2 separate regions of the Hordeum vulgare genome follow, and region 2 is linked to region 1. Evidence: chromatin contacts called from public Hi-C data. All regions are on one chromosome and are shown on one strand. The core of a region is the stretch at or near the end of the contact, and the rest is flanking DNA. Distances in the headings are between cores, read along the strand shown.

Region 1 (4,586 bases), core at 1,854-4,353:
GATAGCACTCAGTTTCCGGCTTGGGTTTCTTCGTTGGAGGGACAACTGTTTTGCTACTCTTCTTGTAGTTACCCTTCTTGACCTTGTCGTTCTTCTTGAAACTAGTGGTTTTATTGACAATCAACACTGGATGTTCTTTCTGGATTTCTGACTCAACGAGTTTCAACATCGCAAACAGCTCGGCGACTGATTTACTCATCCCTTGCATGTTGTAGTTCAACACAAAGCTTTATAGGTGGGTGGCAATGATTGGAGAACTCTCTTAGTGATCGCTTGTGGCGGGAGAACAATTCCCAACTCATCCAGACGGTTGGTATATCCAGACATTCTGAGTACATGCTCACCGATGGAACCGTTCTCCTCCATCTTCCAAGCATAGAACTTATCAGAGGTCTCATACCTCTCGATCCAGGCATTCTTCTCAAAGATAAAGTTCAATTCATGGAACATCTCATATGCTCCATGACGTTCAAAACGTCTTTGAAGTCCCGGTTCGAAGCCAAACAATACTGCATGAACTACTGAGTAGTCATCCAGATGCGACTGCCAGACGTTCATAATATCTTCAGCCGTCGAGAAGAGGGGTGCATCACCTAGCGGTGTATCAAGGACATAGCTCTTTGCGGAAACCGTAAGGACAAGCCTCAGATTACGGGCCCAGTCAACAAAGTTACTTCCATCATCTTTCAGCTCAGCTTTCTCTAGCAACACATTAAAAATCAAGGGTGTTATTGTGCGAGCCATTGATCTACAACATAAATTCGCAAAGATTACTTAGACTATGTTCAAGATAATGAGTTTAGTTAATCATATTACTAATAAACTCCCACTCAAATTGACATCCCTCTACTCATTTGAGTGACATGTGATCCAAATTCACCAACTCAAGTCCGATCATCACGTGAGTTCGGTTGGCTTCAATGGTGAACATTTCTATGTTGATCATATCTACTATATGACTCATGTTCGAACTTTCGGTCTCTTTTGTTCCGAGGCCATGTCTGTACATGCTAGGCTCGTCAAGTTTAACCCGAGTGTTCCATGTGTGCAACTGCCTTGCACCCGTTCTATGTGAACGTAGAGTCTATCACACTCGATCATCACGTGGTGTCTCGAAACAACGAACTTTCACAACGGTGCACACTCGGGGAGAACACAATTTTATCTTGAAATTTTAGTGAGGTATCACCTTATAATGCTACCGTCGTCCTAAGCAAAAATAAGGTGCATAAAAGGATTAACATCACATGCAAATCATAAGTGACATGATATGGCCATGAACTTGTGCTTTTGATCTCCATCTTCAAAGCACCGACATGATCTCCATCGTCACCGGTGCCACACCATGATCTCTATCATTGTGTTGCCATCGAGGTTGTCGCGCTAACTATGTTGTTGCTACTAAAGATATCGAACTAGCGATAAAACAAAGCATCACCAAGCGCAAAATAATTAAAGACAACCCTATGGCTCCTGCCGGTTGCCGTAGCATCGACATGCAAGTCGATATTTAACTATTACAACATGATCATCTCATACATCAAATATATTATATCATGTCTTTGGCCATATCATATCACAACATACCCTGCAAAAACAAGTTAGACGTCCTCCAATTTGTTGTTGCATGTTTTACGTGGCTGCTATGGGTATCTAGCATGGTCGCATCTTACTTACGCAAAACCACACCGGTGATATACAAGTTGCTATTTAACCTTCTCCAAGGACCACCCCTGTCAAATCCGATTCAACTAAAGTAGGAGAAACAAACACCCGTCAGCCATCTTTATGCAACTAGTTGCATGTTAGTCGATGGAACCGGTCTCTCGTAAGCGTATGAGTAACGTTGGTCCGGGCCTCTTCATCCAACAATACTGCCGAATCAAGAAAAGACTAAGGAGGGCATCAATCTGAATATCAGCGCCCACAAACTCCTTTATGTTCTACTCGAGATGTCATCTACGCATAGACCTAGCTCTGATGCCACTGTTGGGGAACGTTGCATGGGAAACACAAATTTTCCTACACACACATAAGATCTATCCATGGTTGTGACCATCTACGAGAGGAGAGATCGGATCCACACATAATAGAATCATATGATCATCCCTCAACCCACGATAAAGAATCACTCCAAAGTTTCTATTAGCGGAGAACATAAGAAGAAGTTATTGTAGACAGCAAACCACCTCAAAGTTATCCTTTTTCGACCAATCCATTGAGCCATTTCTATAAGTGTCACAAACAACCCTAGAGTTCGTACTAGAACAACACCCGTGATACATGTCAATCAACCCTAATGTCACCTAGATACTTCAATGTCACCTCAAGTATCTGTGGGTTAGTTATTCGATATGCATCGAATAAATTCATCATATTCAATCCAACACAAAGAACTTCAAAGAGTACCTAAGATTTCTATGAGAGAAAGCAGGACACGAACGTGTATCAACCCCTATGCATAGATTACCGCATTGTCACCGCGGGAATCCACAAGTTGAGTATCAAAAAGTATATCAAGTGAATCAATAGAACACTCCATTGTCACCATGGTTATCGACATGCAAGACATACATCAAATGATCAAAATTCAATATTCAATCCGACATAACAAAGTATCAAAGGAAAAAATTCAATTCATCACATCAAGATAGCAAGGGACAAACACCATATGATCGAAATGTATTAACAAAGCCCATGATACATCAAGATCGTAACATCTCAAGAACACGAGAGAAAAAGAGATCAAACACATAGCTAATGGTACATACTGTGAGCCCCGAGGATGAACTACTCCCTCCTCATCATGAAGACCGTCGGGATGATGAAGACGGCCTACAGTGATGATTGACCCCTCCGGTAGGATACCGAAAAGGGCTTCGAATGAGATTTCTTCTACCGAAATAGTTGCGACGGCGGAGGCAAAATTTCTAGGTTAACTTTGAGAGGGGATCCTAACCGTTGGATCGAAATCAAGGGGAAAAGTGACCATGGGCCAAACAAAAAGTAACTCATGTCACTGGGCGGCCCACTTCCTAGTCACTACTGTAGTTTGGAAGGAAAGAAAATAGTATTTTCAGTCCACGCAGCAGTGGACGACGCAGGCAAAAGAGAATCCGAGAGACCGAGACCGCCCGGCGCCCCCTCCCTCTCTGGGAGAGTAAAAAATCCACTACAGCCGTCGCCAGTCGCCACGCACACCCACTTCACCACGCCTTCCTTCCTCCCCCTCTCTCTTCCCCCCGGCGCAGCGCAGGCTCGTACGAACACGCCGAGAGGTGCCGTACCGTACGGGGCGCTAGGGTTTACTCCGGGCGGCCCAGGATCTCGCGCCCTCCCAATGCAGTCGCCGCCGCCGCCGCCGCAACCGCCGCGTCGCTGATCCCGTGGCCGCTCCCTCCTCCCCCGCCGCGGCGGCGCCGCCATGGCGCGGCGTCACGGGTGGCAGCTCCCCGCCCACACCCTGCAGGTCCGTTCGCCTTCCTCCTCCCCTCGCGCCTCTCCGCGCCTGGACGCGCAATGTGCCTTCGGATCTCTCCGTCGCGGAACGGGAATTTTTCTCTGCTCCGGTGCTCCGGAGGCCGAGAGCCGCGCGTTGCGGTTTCGCCGTTGCGGGCGTTTGAAAGTATCCTGCTGCTGTGCCTGCGCGATGCCGTGTTTAGGTTAGAGCACGAGTGGTAGACTACTGACCGCGCGTTGTTCGTTTTGATCTGATGTGTTCCCTTGTCATCTGGAGCAGCAGTATTATTATTATTTCGTAGTTATGCGTGTCTGATGTGATGGACTGCCTTTACCTGCATTTGTTTGGGTGCTACTGCGCGACTTTACTCTGTACTGTGTATGCTGGCCGTTTCTGCTGCTCCGACGCGAAGTAGTACATGGATTTGATTTTCTTGGGTTCCCTTGATGCCGTGTTTAAACCGAATTTGGTGCGGTGCTTCGTTTTGATCTCGTGCCCTATGATGCGAGTATGCTTCTGCTCTGATCTGGCATTTTTCTCCTCGGGCAATCAAACTGTTGCTTTTTGTTGGTTTCCTCTTGGTCTCTTCTGTTCTTTGTCTTCGATGTGACGGGGGGATTCTGGCCTTGAGTTTTGGAGTTGGAGTTTCGTGGTTTTGGCCGCCCCCGCCAACTCTGTTTGTTTTCTTGTCTCTTCCCTGTTTGCACTACCAACTCGCTTTAATTGGTTTTACAATTGTTCCAGGTTAACTACGAACTGTGTGATTCCTGTTATTCAATGTGGATTTTTTTTAGTTTGCTTAGTCCTTTGTGTGCTGTCAGCGTGCTATGAGTGCATTGGTGTTCAAAATTACGGGAGTTTCAGTTCGATGGCGTTCACCTTGCTGTACTGGATTGACACAGTATCCCAGCTTAATTATATCCTGGTCCTGGATAAACACATTGCATCGGTGGGGGAAGTGGTCTATCAGTTTAAAAGTGTGAGCTGTTCATGAGAGCATAGTATTCAAACTGAATTAGTGAGTATTTCAGGACTAACAGTTTGATATTTCCAACTGGTTTTTGGCTGGTGACCTGAGTTCTGGAAGGACACGCGTTTCATCTATGCACCTGGTCCTATCAAGCAT
Region 2 (4,133 bases), core at 606-3,105, 34 kb before region 1:
CCAGCTCCCGAGCAACTGTAACTTCTGGTCTTCTGCTGCGTCCTGCCGCTTCCTATATACAACGCTAATATAACTATCTGCTTTTGGGTTGTGTCTTGTACTGTTGTACAGTTGTACTTCCTCTGTAAAGAAATATAAGAGCGTTCATCTAAACTGAGGGAGTATGTCTGTATGTCAGTTTTCAGAGGCCGGCGATGAAGATCTGGTGAGCGTGCTCATCCCAGTGGCTGGCTGGCTGGCGCTCGCTTATCGTTCGGTTGCTTTCGCTTTGCAGCGTGAGGCCGTGGCCCAAGGAAATGGTCCGCCTTCGCTCGCGGTGGCGCTTTTAGATTTAGCCCTTGCACGCGACGTTGGCCCAGTAGAAGCTTGCGTCCTAACATGGGTTCATTTTCTGTTCTTCTTCTTCAAAAAAAAAAAAACATGCGTTCATTTTCTAACGTCAAAAAGGAAAAAAAAATATGGGTTCATTTCCTGCTGGATGAAGACTAGACCGCGAAGTTAGCGCTTCAGTGTGTGTGTTGTCTGTTCGCCCTATCCACGCGGTCAGTCGAATGTGATTACGGCATGGATGAATGAACTCAACCGCATTTCATGGCGGCGATGATGGTACGCATCAAGATGGCCTCCATTTTATGAAGGCAATTACGAGCTCACAAAGGTTAAAGAAGGCATGATCGCAGCACAACTGCCGTTGCCGTGCTCATTGAACCAACACACCCGTTGGCCCACTCTACTGCCCAGCCATCACTTGAAAAATCCGTTCGGTTTGCCCGTGGCAGCGAGCTGTCCACAGGCTATATGTATAGCTATAACAGCTATACATGTACAGAGTACCCTATACTTATTACTCTGTGAGAGAGTACTGCTACTGGCTAGTTGTGATACTACCATTGTTCTAGTAGTAGATCGCTGGACCATGCATGGCCATGGGCAGAGAAACACTACACTAGCAACACACATTCATGACTCGTAACGTGACGTGACTCTCCAATCGGTGCTGTACTTGCACGACACGGGCTGTACACCCCGATTCCTTGTTACGCTCCTGCGTTACAAAACTGATTGAAGAAGAGGCCAGGCCAGGAGATCTCGATCCAAAAAGAAAGCAAAAGAAGAAGCACAACTCTGGATCTAAAACGGGCCGAAGAATGACAAAATCCCAATGTCGGGTTGTCTTGGGAAGCGCCACATGCCAATGCCATCTCCACCGGTGCGCCATCCATCCATCCATCATCCCTTGCATTCCGTGTATGGTAGGAAACGAGAGCGGCCGAATCCGTTCACATGCGATGCGCGCGCCACTAGTTTATACATCGAAATATTCTCCTCCTTATTGATCTCTTGCTTGACGCAGCAGCAGGTATTCCCGAACGCCAGGCGAGAAGGGGAGCAGGTGCGTGTACAGGAACCACCAGCATACGTTTATACACTGGTGTATGCATGCTATCTGCTACTCCCTCCCTCCGTTCGTAAATATAAGTCTTTTTAGAGGTTCAATTAATGGACTACATACAGATGTATATAAACATACTTTAGAATATATATTCATTCATTTTATTACGTATGTAGACATCTAGTGAAATATCTTAAAAGACTTATATTTAGGTACGGAGGGAGTAGGTTTTTTATTTTATTTTTTGCGATCCATGCCATCTGCTAGGTGGGTCGGCCATAATTTGCATGCCATGTATGTATATACCTGCACAGTGACTGCATTACATCCGGTGGTTGTGTGTGTGCGGCGTACGTGCGTTTTGTCGTGGGCGATGCGATGTGATGCATTATTATACCATCATCACGTCGCTGCAAATCCCAACCAACCTACGTCCGGCCCCATCCATGTGATGTGATCGCTCCAGTGGCGCGTTCGCTAGGGGACAGCACAGAAACAAAGGTCCACCATGGAGCAGAGCACGAGTATTTGTAATTAGTACTGTATTTTTTTGTATACTCTTCTTTCATCTGGACTGGCTGTTGTCTGGTCTGCACGGCATCGTGCGAAAAGGCCATGGACATGGTGTTATTTTAATCTCCTGCTGCAATGCAGTTATGCAGATCAGTGTCCCCGTGACCATGCTAGAGAGCTACTAGAATACAATCTTCGCCATCCAGGAGATGCCATTGGGCGGGCATCAGGGAAGGACGAGGCGCGTAAGGCTCGAGTAATTAAGATTCACGGTATGTCTAGCTTGGGACTAGCCTGGTACTGTATCGCAACCGGCAAGTGTTGTGCCGCCCGTAGAGTGGCAGTGGTAGCTGTGGCTGTGTGAAGATCTTGAGACGCATAGCGACTGTGAGCCACTAGGGACTACGGACATCTGCAGTAACGTTTTCGAGGATTTGAACTGATGCTGGGTAGGTATGTGGACAGGTTTCTGTTTATTTTTTATGCATTTTGCTCCGACTTGCTTGCGGCAACCACCCCGACCTATGTGTTCGGCCGGCGTACAAGAGTCGGCCGAATTGCAAAAAATAAGGTTCAAGAGCAACAACAAAATTCTTGTGGAATTCTTGAAAAATATAAGAATTCTGATGGAGATCTATAAGAATGGTCTTGTACAATGTAAGGTGCTCAGGGAAGGTGCTTAGACAAATAAATTAAATTAATTGGTCATGAATTTAATTTGATGAAGGATGAGCATAACATAAATTCTTGTTCTTCCTTCTTCCAAGAGATTTCAATTCTTCTTTCGGAGGGCTCATGATATCAATTCTTTTCTCAAGTGCCTATATTTCTTTTTCGGAGTTCCAAGTTCTTTTAAGTATCTCTTTGTGAGGCTTGATCTAAATCTTGGCAAGGTCATAATCTTATTCTTCCTCCCTTCATATCGTTGCATCATTCATTTGTATACGGTGGTCCTTCATGGTGGTTCATCAAGATTTCAATTCATTCTCAAGTCTTCATCAAGATTCTTGTTGAAGAACCTCAAGTATCCTTTCTCTTGCATTTATATGTGCAATTGTTCTTCCTTTATCCTTTGAGGTGGTGTTATAGCATTCTTGTTAGTGCAGGAGCCTCGAAGAGATTTCCTTTCAGGAATGAGATAATTAAACCCACCAATTCTATGATCATGAGATATTTGCAACCCATGATTTCTTCATTGAGCTATCTTGGTTTGGATTTCACCTAAAGCTTTTTCTATGGATTGTTGCTATCATGGTGCTTGTCATTAATCCAAGTTCTCAATGTATCCTCTTGGTGTAAGAAATTGTTCATCTCTTGTTTCCCTAAGTCAATCATTGTTTCTGTTAGTGGCTGGTTGTCACTTCATTAGTTTGAAAAGGTTTCCATAAGCCCACTACTATCTTGTTCTTTTCGTTGTTGTTTTTCCAACAACTCCGTCCAATTCTTCTTGCAAGGATGCTTGCCAAGTTCATTGGAGTTAGTAGTTGTCATTCTTTTCTTCGTTCTCTTCTTCCGTATGAGCTAGTTCATATTCTCTTGTTCCGGAGGCATTGTGATGTTGCTCTTTTGGGTCTATTTTGTTGTTCTATCAAGATCATGGTGTTCCCTTGCTCTATTTAGTGTTTGCTATGAATATTGTCTATTTCTTCTACCTTTTCGATTTTTTTGTCCCATTTTCCTACCGAAGTGCTGCCAAAATTTTCCGTGAATTATTGTTTGTTTCTCATATCATTCCTCGTCGCTTTGCAACCTTCAAGGATCGTTGGTTTCACTCGTTTGTCAAAGAAGCGACTAAGTTTTACCTCTTGTTTTCTCATCCTCTTCCCCTTTCATTCTTGGATCTCGGGGCGAGATCCTCTTGTAGTGTAGGAGAGTTGTGACAGCCCGAGACCGACGTTCCAGAAGATCCCCCTTTATTCCGTTTTCGTCGTGTGTCTATTTTTTTGTCGCATCATCATCGCATCATGCGCATCATCAACATTGCATCGGCATCCCGTTGCCGCCAGTTTTAGAAACTTGCATTCGTTAGTAGTTGTCGGTTCTCGTCGTTGTCCGCTCTGAGCCCGACCGCACACGCACGCGCCCGCGGCACCGTCGAATCCATGTTTTAAAAGTGTCTTGAAAACTTTCTCTTATCGGGGTGAAACTTGGCATGCGGTCGTAATTAGTTATAGCTAGACCATCTGTCGAATTTCGTCGCGATCGGAGTTCGTCTGGTACCCGAACG

Evidence for each region. Hi-C and Micro-C count contacts between places; a contact is called where the count stands out from the background.
Region 2: a contact with region 1 is called in a Hi-C map of seedling, with 2.5 times the contacts expected there. The contact joins the enhancer-like site here to the promoter of LOC123427854 in region 1. A contact is called at or near these places in 5 of 6 Hi-C or Micro-C datasets (leaf, seedling and an unstated tissue).

What each region holds. Positions count from the first base shown.
Region 1 is chr2H:615,453,960-615,458,545 of MorexV3_pseudomolecules_assembly, reverse strand. It overlaps LOC123427854 (protein S-acyltransferase 21-like), which reads left to right and starts at 3,103. Exons shown (of 10, transcript XM_045111989.1): 1 at 3,103-3,469. The coding sequence starts at 3,425.
Region 2 is chr2H:615,487,228-615,491,360 of MorexV3_pseudomolecules_assembly, reverse strand. LOC123428771 (glutamate receptor 3.1-like) reads left to right here. Exons shown (of 24, transcript XM_045112922.1): 24 at 1-153. Among protein-coding and RNA genes, the nearest start is that of LOC123428771, 15 kb to the left of the region's middle. Within about 2 kb of position 1,855, at least 2 of the 3 cell types and tissues checked have open chromatin away from gene starts, as enhancers often do. A contact at or near this core is called in seedling, where this site is marked.